Regions from separate parts of the Mus musculus genome. Here region 1 is linked to region 2. A link is a contact called in public Hi-C data. All regions are on one chromosome and are shown on one strand. Each heading gives the region's core, a stretch centred on a gene start, on an enhancer-like site or on the middle of the called end of the contact. The rest is flanking DNA. Distances are from core to core; before and after follow the strand shown.

What was found. A called contact is a pair of places that touch in the nucleus more often than the background predicts.
Region 1: a contact with region 2 is called in a Hi-C map of cerebral cortex, with 3 times the contacts expected there. The contact joins two enhancer-like sites. A contact is called at or near these places in 8 of 484 Hi-C or Micro-C datasets (cerebral cortex, cortical neurons, embryonic stem cells and 2 more), 1 of 115 datasets of contacts at active chromatin or transcription factors (pancreatic cancer cells) and 1 of 9 other capture datasets (embryonic stem cells).

What each region holds. Positions count from the first base shown.
Region 1 is chr17:66,561,874-66,566,606 of GRCm38.p6, reverse strand. All of the region lies in intron 2 of Themis3 (thymocyte selection associated family member 3), which reads left to right. Among named protein-coding and RNA genes, the nearest start is that of Themis3, 30 kb to the left of the region's middle. Within about 2 kb of position 2,161, at least 17 of the 459 cell types and tissues checked have an H3K27ac peak or open chromatin away from gene starts, as enhancers often do. A contact at or near this core is called in cerebral cortex, where this site is marked.
Region 2 is chr17:66,232,104-66,236,815 of GRCm38.p6, reverse strand. No RefSeq gene overlaps it. Among named protein-coding and RNA genes, the nearest start is that of Gm20742, 42 kb to the right of the region's middle. Within about 2 kb of position 3,100, at least 36 of the 459 cell types and tissues checked have an H3K27ac peak or open chromatin away from gene starts, as enhancers often do. A contact at or near this core is called in cerebral cortex, where this site is marked.

The sequences.
Region 1 (4,733 bases), core at 912-3,411, 330 kb before region 2:
AACATCATCACATCTCCATACTTGGGCCTTCCATCAACCTCTGTATCATGTAAGGTCCATGCACAGGACCTGGCTTAACTGCATGGAGTTTAGGCTTTGCCCAGACAGAGGCGGGAAGTCAGCTGTGCACAAAGTTCTGAGGCTGGGAATCTCTGTAAAGTATCCACCTTTGCTTCCATGAAGAAATCCAGAACACCAGCCTGAAGGATGCTTTCATAGTGCAGTACTGGCACTACAGTTCTGAGTGACCATGAGTAACATGGTGTGAGGGAGTCTTGGGGACCCAACCACAAGCACAAGTCAGTGGCTGAGTCTCCAGCCACCTCCATCAGCCAAGAAAGGAAGAGCCATTTGAACAATGACAGCTAGCAAACTCCCCCACCAACATAACTGTGGGGCTGCTGGGACAGCCAATGGAAGGGAGGAGGTAGCCTCACCCTCTCCAGCGGGGCTGAGGTGCTCCAGTCTGGGCAAGCAAGGTCGCCATGGACCCTCACTGCCTCAATCCACGCCTTCTGTGATGGTTTGTATATGCTTGGCCCAGGGAGTGGCACTACTAGGGGGTGTGGCCTTGTTGGTATAGGTGTGTCACTGTGGGCATGGGCTTTAAAACTCTCACCCTAGCTGCCTGGGAGCCAGTATTCTGCTAGCAACCTTCAGATGAAGACGTAAAATTCTCAGCTCCTCCTGGATCATGCCTGCCAGAATGCAGCCATGCTTCCACCTTGATGGACTGAACCTCTGGACCTGTAAGCCAGACCCAATTAAATGTCCTTTATGAGACTTGTCTTGGTCATGGTGTCTGTTCACAGTGGTAAAACCCTAAGATACCTTTTCAACTGCTCTGTGAGTTAGAGCTGTCTGAGATGCTCACCCTGGAGACAAGGCTCGAGGCTCCCTCTTGACCTCTTCCTAACTTGGTCAGGTGTGACCCTGGCTCTTGGACCACCAACTGGAGGTTCTGCCTTTCTCCTTGACCTTCTGCCTCCCTGATCACAGGCTTGCTGTGCAGTGGGGAGTGCCAAGGGTAGTGTTCTTTACATCTTTACATTGGCCACTTGCTGCCAAATGATGTTTTATGGACACAAACTTTGGCACCCTGCTTTCCGAGAGAATTCCTTGTACCATCCAAGACCACGTAGCTGATGTGCTGTCATGGAAAAGGAATGTGTAATGCAAAGAGCAAACTGGATGTCAGCTCAGTCTGTGATGTGTGACCCAAGATGACAAGCACATTGCTTAGCCTTGGGGGCCTTATAGTCCCTGCCTGCAGCAGAGAGGACTAGCAGCTGAAACCATGCTGATACAGATTAAAGGAAACCAAAAGATCACACTACGGTGTTGTAGTGGTTGGAGGGTATGACCCCCACAGACTCATGTGTTTGAATGCTTGACCCATAAGGAATAGCACTATTAGGAGGTGTGGCCTTGTTGGAGTGGGTGTGGCCTTATTGGAGGAAGTATGTCACTGTGGGGGTGGGTTTTAATGTCTCCTATGTTCAAGCTACACCTAGTGTGATACACAGTCTCCTTCTGCTGCCTGAAGATCACGATGTACAACTCTCCGCTCCTGCAACACTATGTCTGCCTTTCAAGTGCCATGCTTCCTGCCGTGATGATAATGCACTGAACCTCTGAACCTGTCACCCAGCCCCCAAATACATGCTGTCCTTTATAAGAGTTGCCTTGGTGATGGTATCTCTTCACAGCCGTAAAACCCGAACTAAGACAGGTGGTGACTGGCTTCATTGGGTGCTTAATAAATGCTCTCTGCTGCCTGGGAAGCCTTACAAGGTCCTTTAGATGCTAAAGGTTAGGCGTCACCCCAATGGTAGTGAAAGAGAAATGGGTGCCGGCACCCAGCAATACCTGGGGCTGCAGGGTCCCCATTCCTGCCTCACCACACAGAAGGGTCAAAGTAGCGGGGACAGAGCAGCAGCTCCCCAGTTTTCTGGAGTGGACAGAATCCGATGCTGTGTGTTCTGTGGATGGGCTTTTCCCACTCGCTGAGCTGAGTAACTCCTTCCGGTAGCAAGGATAGCGATGTCAAGCCAACAGCTTCTAGGACTCAGATGGCAGCTCAGTGACAGAAGGGACTGCTTGCTGCTCAGAGTGTTTTCCACTGCATTCTCCACTCTCTCACTCACTCGCTCTGCTGAAGGGTATTCAGCAGGATGTAGACAGCTGGCAGCCAGCCTCTGTGTGGAGGAGGAAAGCAGGCTAAGCACAAGGCCTCGAGAGCTGGGAGGTCACACAGTTTCCTCACCTCCAGCCTCCTCTGACTGACTAGCATGCTCCCCGCCCTCCCCCAGTGTCTGGTTTCCTCTGAGTAGTATTTCCAGAAACATGGCTGGAGTCGGGTAGTTGCTGTAGTTTTTTTGCCTTGTTTGTTTTTCAGCTTTGCAAGAGCACATTCTGCATATAGTATGGTGCTCTCGTTTCCAGTGTAGAATCCAACTGTGGGATCACTGCCTTCAATCAGTTTCAGGCCATTTTGGTTAGCAGCCTGAGGTCCTCCTCTTCCCTTAACTGTTAACCTCTCGTCCCAGCCACTGCCCTCCACGACCACTAATCCACCAGCTCTATAGATGCATTCTGAGAAACAATGTTATCTGGGAGAGAAGGTTTGGGGTTTTGGGGGGGTGGTTTTTTGGGGGGTTTTTTTGTTGTTGTTGCTTGGTTGGTTTTTGTTTTTGTTTTTTTTAGCTTTTTTCAATCTGGGAACACATCCCACTGTCTTTATGACTCCAGTTCCCTGCTCCATTCTTCTGGAAAGAGACTCTCTTGGACTTCTCCTGTCTTGACTGCTCTGAATAATGCATAATGTATTTTTAAAACAATGTCTCGTTTGGAGTTCTTCCTTCCCACACCTAGAGATAGAATCACTAACTACATGGTGAGTCACTGTTTAACATCTGAGGAACCACACTGTGTTGATTTCCAGTGGTGGTGGCCATATTACATTTTGTTCTCATCAGCAACACAAGCATTAATCCCTCCCCATCCTCACCAACAACTGGTACATTCTGTGTGCTTCTTGGTGTGTGTGTGTGTGTGTGTGTGTGTCTGTGTGTCTGTGTGTCTATGTGTACACTGTGTGTGGGTAGGTGTATAAGTGTGTCTTTGGTCTGTGTGTATGTATGTTTGTGTGGTGTGTGTTTCTTTTTCTTTTTTTTTTAAGACTTATTTATTTCATGTATACGAGTATGCTGTAGCTGTCTTCAGACACACCAGAAGAGGGCATCAGATCCCATTACAGATGGTTATGAGCCACCAGGTGGTTGCTAGGAATTGAACTCAGGACCTCTGGAAGAACAGAGCCCCATCTCCAGCCCCATTTGTGGTTTTCCCAGCCAGTCTAACTGGTATGCAGTGGTTATTACTCCACCCTTTTGACCTGCATTTTCTAATGTCTGTTTCTTCAGGGTGCTTTGGCCATCTGTGCACTCTGGGGAGCAGTATGTCCCCACGTTTTCACTCTTTCCTAATCAGATGGCCTCACTGATGTTGGATTGTGGTGTTCTTTATATATTATTGACCCCTTAGTGAATGGTTAGACATTCTCAACCCATTCTGTAGATTGTATTTTTATTTTATTTTTGTTTTTTGTTTTGTTTTTGTTTTGTTTTGTTTTGTTTCTGTTTTGTTTGAAACAGGGTCTCCCTGTACATATCCCTGAATGTCCTGGAACTCACTGTGTAGACAGAGCAGGCTGCCCTGAACTCAGGGAGAGCTCCCTGGCTGGGTCTAAAGGCATCCACCACTGCACCCAGCTTGCCTCTCTACTTTCCTGATAGAATTCTTTGATACAGAAAACATTTTCATAGTTTTGAGGTCCAATCTATTAGGTTTTTGGTTTTTAAATTTTGTCTTTGTTGGAGGGAGAGGGCTTGTTTTTTCTTCTGTGTTTGTTTTTTGTTTGTCGCCTGAGCATTTAGTAGAAAAAGCATCAGTTTTTGCTTCGATAAAACCAGAGAAACCCAGCACATACCTTCAGTTTGAGTTGCACAGTCAGGCAGGTGGATCTCTGTGAGTTGGGGGCTAGCCTGGTCTACATATTGAGTTCCAGGACAGCCAGAACTACACAGTGAAAAGCTATTTCAAAAATACATACATACATACATACATACATACATACATACATACATACATCAAATAATTTTTAAAATCCAAAGAAAAAAGCCTACATATGGAAACCAAACAGGAGAACAAACCACCTGAGAGCATGATAGGAAATTTATCATTTCCCTAGAGTTAGTTCTCTAAACATTCGGTTGTTTCTACCACACTTCTTGCTTGAGTTAAACAGCAGTTGCTGCGGCTCCTGGGTTTTTGTGAGGCACTGCTAACATGTCAGACAGAACTGAGATCTGAGCACTTGCTGGTTCCAGGGTCCTTTCTGTTCCAAATGACAGAAAGACAAAGGGAAATCACAGGTTCAAGTGGTCACAATGCGGAGGTGGGAAGAGCTGGTTTTTAACCAGAGCCCGATGCCATCTCTCAATCATTTCAGGCTTTTCTTTCATCGTTTTTTTTTTCCTGTCTCCACTGTGACCTGAATCTTCATTGCCTCACCCACTTCAAATGCTGAAACTCCAACCTTCAAGGTGATGGGAGGTGGTGCCTTTAGGAGGTGTTTAGTCAGAGTCCTGATGACAGTAATTTGTTTCCTTATAAAAGAGGCCTAGAGAGTATCCTTGCCTTTCAAGTGAAGTTATCAGGAAAAAATGACC
Region 2 (4,712 bases), core at 1,851-4,350:
GGTGGAGGGTGCTGGGGGGGGAGCTGGGGGGGGGGGGTCAGGGGTGGAATCTTCTGATCACCTGATCATTTCCCCTTTGTGAACTCATTGTCCATTGATTCAATACCTCAGTTACATCTATGCATCCTTTACCTTTGCCATAGCACACGAGGTGACCCCAGGTATTGATCGTGACCCCAGGCATTGATCGTGCACAGTCGCAGGTACCGCACTCGAGAGGAGCAGGTTAGGGTTGAGAGAGCCTGATGAAAAATCCTGTCTGTCCCCAGCTCTGATTTAGAAGGCCCAGGTGCAGTCCTACAGTCCCCGGGCAACACAGAGTGACACTGAACTTCCCAGCAAGTGAGAGAGGCCTGCATCCAAGGCCCCCTCCTATACCAAATCCTCATTCCAAGAGCGCACCTCACAATCCTGCAACCAGTCCTTCGGTGGCAGCGTCTGAAAGCATGCACAGTTCAATGACTTCTTGCAGACACAGGAAATCCACGCACTCAAGTCCAGCTCGAGATGTTCCTCGGAGCTCTTCAGAGTCGGCACTGCAACACAAAGGAGCAGGCAGCCTTCCTCCAGACTCCTCTCTAGGATTTGCCCAGGTATAGTGCCACCACTTGGGGGGGGGTTTCTTGCCTCAGCTTGTGGTCATGCCTCTGCCTGCCCGTGAGCCTCTCACAGATGAGGCATTCAAGAAACTTGGTGGTGTAAGCCTGTAATCCTAGTAAATTTGAGGCCAGCCTGAGCTGCGCAGCGAGAATACATTTCAAGGAAAACTAAGCCGTGAACTCTCTCCCTTACTAGGTAATAATCATCGCTCAGACTCTTACATTCCTGCTCGAAGTACCATGTACTTGGCAGCATTCGAGGTAACTGTTTATTGCATACGGAGCCCTGTGAGTTAATACAGATAGCGCCATTAGCCCCGTGGCCATCTTGGCTGAGGCTGGGAAATACAATCGCTACAAGCCTGCTGGGACCCATCTTTCTCTCCCCAGCATGGATAGAAGATGAAGTCCATCCCCTGCTCTGGAGAGCAGGGTATGAGGAGCTATTTGGTACCTGTACCCTCTGCTGAGCCCCTCAACACTCTGTCACCCTTTATAGGGTAGGGAGGGAGGCTCAAGGGGATTAAAAGACCCGGCTGAGGTCATGTCGTACTGCAGCCTGGATTAAGCCAGGATCACGTGATGGCAACGCCATATGTTTTCTAGTTTGAACTCCTGAATTCTCCCCCCTCCCCCCAACTCTCCCTCCTCCCTTTCAGGTTAAGTATAATCCTAGAAGCCATGAACTGCACTTAGGTGACTGAGCTTTACAAGGATATTTAAGAGTTCTAATGGAGCTTTTTAACAGAAAGGCACATACACACATGCGCGCGCGCGCGTGTCTTTTGGGATGTCTGTTGGGGTGGGAAATGCACCTTACAATGAACAGCGCTGGCCCCAGGACAGCCTGTGAGCCACAGAAATGGTGGACAGGCACATTGTCAGTGGTTTAGCATGCTTTTGGCGCCATCTAGTGGTCGGAGGGGGGAATGTGCCTCTGAGAAAACCCATTCTCCCCCAAGTCATTGGAGCGTGCTTGCCTCCAGGTGAGTAACGTTAGAGCACAGGTTACCCATGATCCTTCCTACTGTGCGCACGGATGTATTTGTCTTTCCTCGTGAGCTCAAGTGTTTTTTTTTTTTTTTTCTATTTCCAAGTCTTCCTACGTTTAAAGAGAAATTCTTTAAAAAGAATTTCCAGAAGCTGGGCGTGGTGGCACACGCCTTTAATCCCAGCACTCGGGAGGCAGAGGCAGAGGCAGGCGGATTTCTGAGTTCGAGGCCAGCCTGGTCTACAAAGTGAGCTCCAGGACAGCCAGGCCTATACAGAGAAACCCTGTCTCGAAAAACAAAAAGAAAAAGAAAAAGAAAAAGAAAAAAAAAGAAGAAGAATTTCCAGAAGATTCGTGTTTTAGATCACTCTTCATACAACAATGCGTAGTTTATCTGGGTCCCCTACGCTGGCATGGACAAGCCTCGTGCTGTAGGAATACCCCAGACCGGCTTTAGGCAGAGGTCAGATGCCTCAGAGCGCCACTTCACTGGCAAACCCACGGCTTCCGCGTATTTCCCAGCAACCTCGGGCCAGGCTTCTGTGAGGACGGTGACGTTTGCGTGGCAATCCTATAAGGTTGGTGTGATTGTTCCCATCTGATAGCTGTAACGCACCCAGTGAGGTTGTGACAAAAAGCGATTGGTGAATTGCGTGGTGAGTGAGAAGCCAAAAGCGGCAGACGGGAGGCCAAAAGCAGGGGAAAGACTGATCACAAAACAGCGCTGCCCCCAAAGAAGGCACAGGGAGAGCGCACATACTCCTGTGGGGGTCGGCCCACTCCTAAGCATTCTCATTAAGGAGTACACGCCTGGGCTTGTTTAAGATCATAAAGCCCATGTTTAAAATACTAAAGCAAAAACGAGCATACCCCTGGGGCATGCTAGTTTGCCCCATAGAATTTTAGATGAAAATAAATGAAAAGCTACTTTGAAGGAGCATTAATAAGAGGGGTTTCACCAAAGGTGCCTACCTCACTCCGGGACAAAGAGTATCACACAGGTTCATTCCCTGTCAGGCAGGCCCGTTTACCTAACTTCCCCTGATTTCTTCTAAAGCGGTGTCTCTACTCTGAGCATTTTGTTTTGCCCTTTATTTAGATATATTATCTTTCTCTAAGGAAGATACTTAAACCCTGTAAAGGGATCGTTCCATTCCGTGTCATCTTTATTTGTACAGATTCTCACAGATTGATTATCTATTCAAGGGCTTCCATCCTCAGCATGCGTCCTTCTGTAAGGAACACGGTGTTGATATTCCTCAAGATGGAACTGGGATTCCCCAGGGTCTGAGAGAAACTCGGATGTTAAATATTAACCTGCAAACGTGTTTTCCCATGGAAGAGGGCAGCCAACAGGATACTGTCAAAGGATAAAGGCTGGGGGGGGGGGGGGGGGGATTGTCCAAGAGCTCCCTCTTGAGGCCAACCTAGAACAACCTAGAAGTAGGCAATAGGCGAGCTGGGTTAGTGTTCCTGGTAAACCGATTTCTAGGCAGGTCATAAAGTGAGTCTGCTCGTCCCGGGCTCAGGAGAGGTATCGCGGTGAACAGTGACTGGGTTACTGATTCCCCCAAAGCCCGTAGGATTCCAGTGCTGACAAAAATAGCAGGCTGCTCCAGTCTTCCCCATGCATATCACGAAGTATCAGACTCCTTGGCAGGGACTGAGCATGTCTGATCTTGGCAGGAACGGGGTTGGGGGTGAGAGGGTGGAACCAGGGGAGGCAGAACAGTGTGCGCATGGGTGGGTGGGGAAAAGGAAAGGGGTTGTTTGAGAGGTTTGGGGGAGAAGTTGGGTATTCTCAAGAAGAGCCGGACGAGACTAAGTCTGGCAGATAAAAATACAGAGAAATGTAGAGAAAGAAATATAAGACATGCACACAACAGTTCCCAAGATTGAATAACCATATGGGACGAACACGGGCCAGATAAGACAGATGGCTCCTGGCCGGTGAACGGGGGTGGGGGTGGGGGTGGGGGTGGGGGTGAGTGACGGGCACGGGGTTTCAGACTCTGGCTAGCAAGGGCCCTTGACAGCTCCGCTCACAGTGCGCAGGTCGGTGTCTTGAGTTTAGGAAGGAGAAGAGAAAAACCCGAGATTTTGGGGGTTTATTTTTGTATGTGTGTGAGAGGACGTGGGAGCCAGATAAAAGCACAGCGTGGGACAGCAGTAATGGGACAGCAGTAAGGGGCAGCCTCTCACTTCCCATCGGGCGGGCTATCTGCGCAGGTCTGGGCACACAACAGTTGTCACTCCTGACCCTCCCGCTGGGAAAGACAGTGCTGGCAGAAACCTCCTGTCCAGCTGGCTGAGGAGCCACCCAAATGTCCAGGAAGGAGGACCAGCTGGTTGGCTGTACCGGGACCAGAATGATGAGCCCCACAACCTGACCTTGTCACCACCGTACACTCTCATCAGGTTATAGCTCTCTTTTTATTACTTGTGGAGGAAGTATAAAAAACAAAAACAAAAACCGAATTTCTGATGGCTGAGAAGGTGTAGAGGAGCCATCTGCCTCCGGATTACATAAATCCGCACTTCTGGTCTCACCACCGCCCTATCCGTTTGATGAGGAGGTCCAGAATGTCCATCTTTCTCTGGGAATCTAGAGCCTGTACCTTGTGGGTGGGCGGATGGGGGGGGGCAGATATGAACGGTTTCAAAGATGATTCCTCAACTTCTACAGGTCCCACAGACTGGCAAGACCATAATCTGTTCCTTGGGGGTCCTTCAGGGGCCATGGATGTACTAGTCAATACTGTTCCCATCGAATCTTAAGTGTGTGCTGGTGTCTGTTTCTAATTATGCTTGGGGCACTAATCTTACATCACAGTGTGTGTGTTTTTACATGTGTGTGTTACTTTGAGCTATCTTCTCATGTGTGTTTGGCCACCACTAATTGGGAAAAGGCATTTTTAGTATCTGTTCTATCTTTGTAGAGCTGCCCTATTTAGGGAAACACTTTTTTCTTCTTTTTTCTTTTTCCTTTTTATGGTAGGAGCCTGCAGTTTATTGAGTGAGAAGGAAGGGATGGAAGCACACCAAGTATCACACAGAATCACATACCCTACATGACCTTTCTCAACATGAAAAATTTGCCATGGACACAAATGAAGAATTGT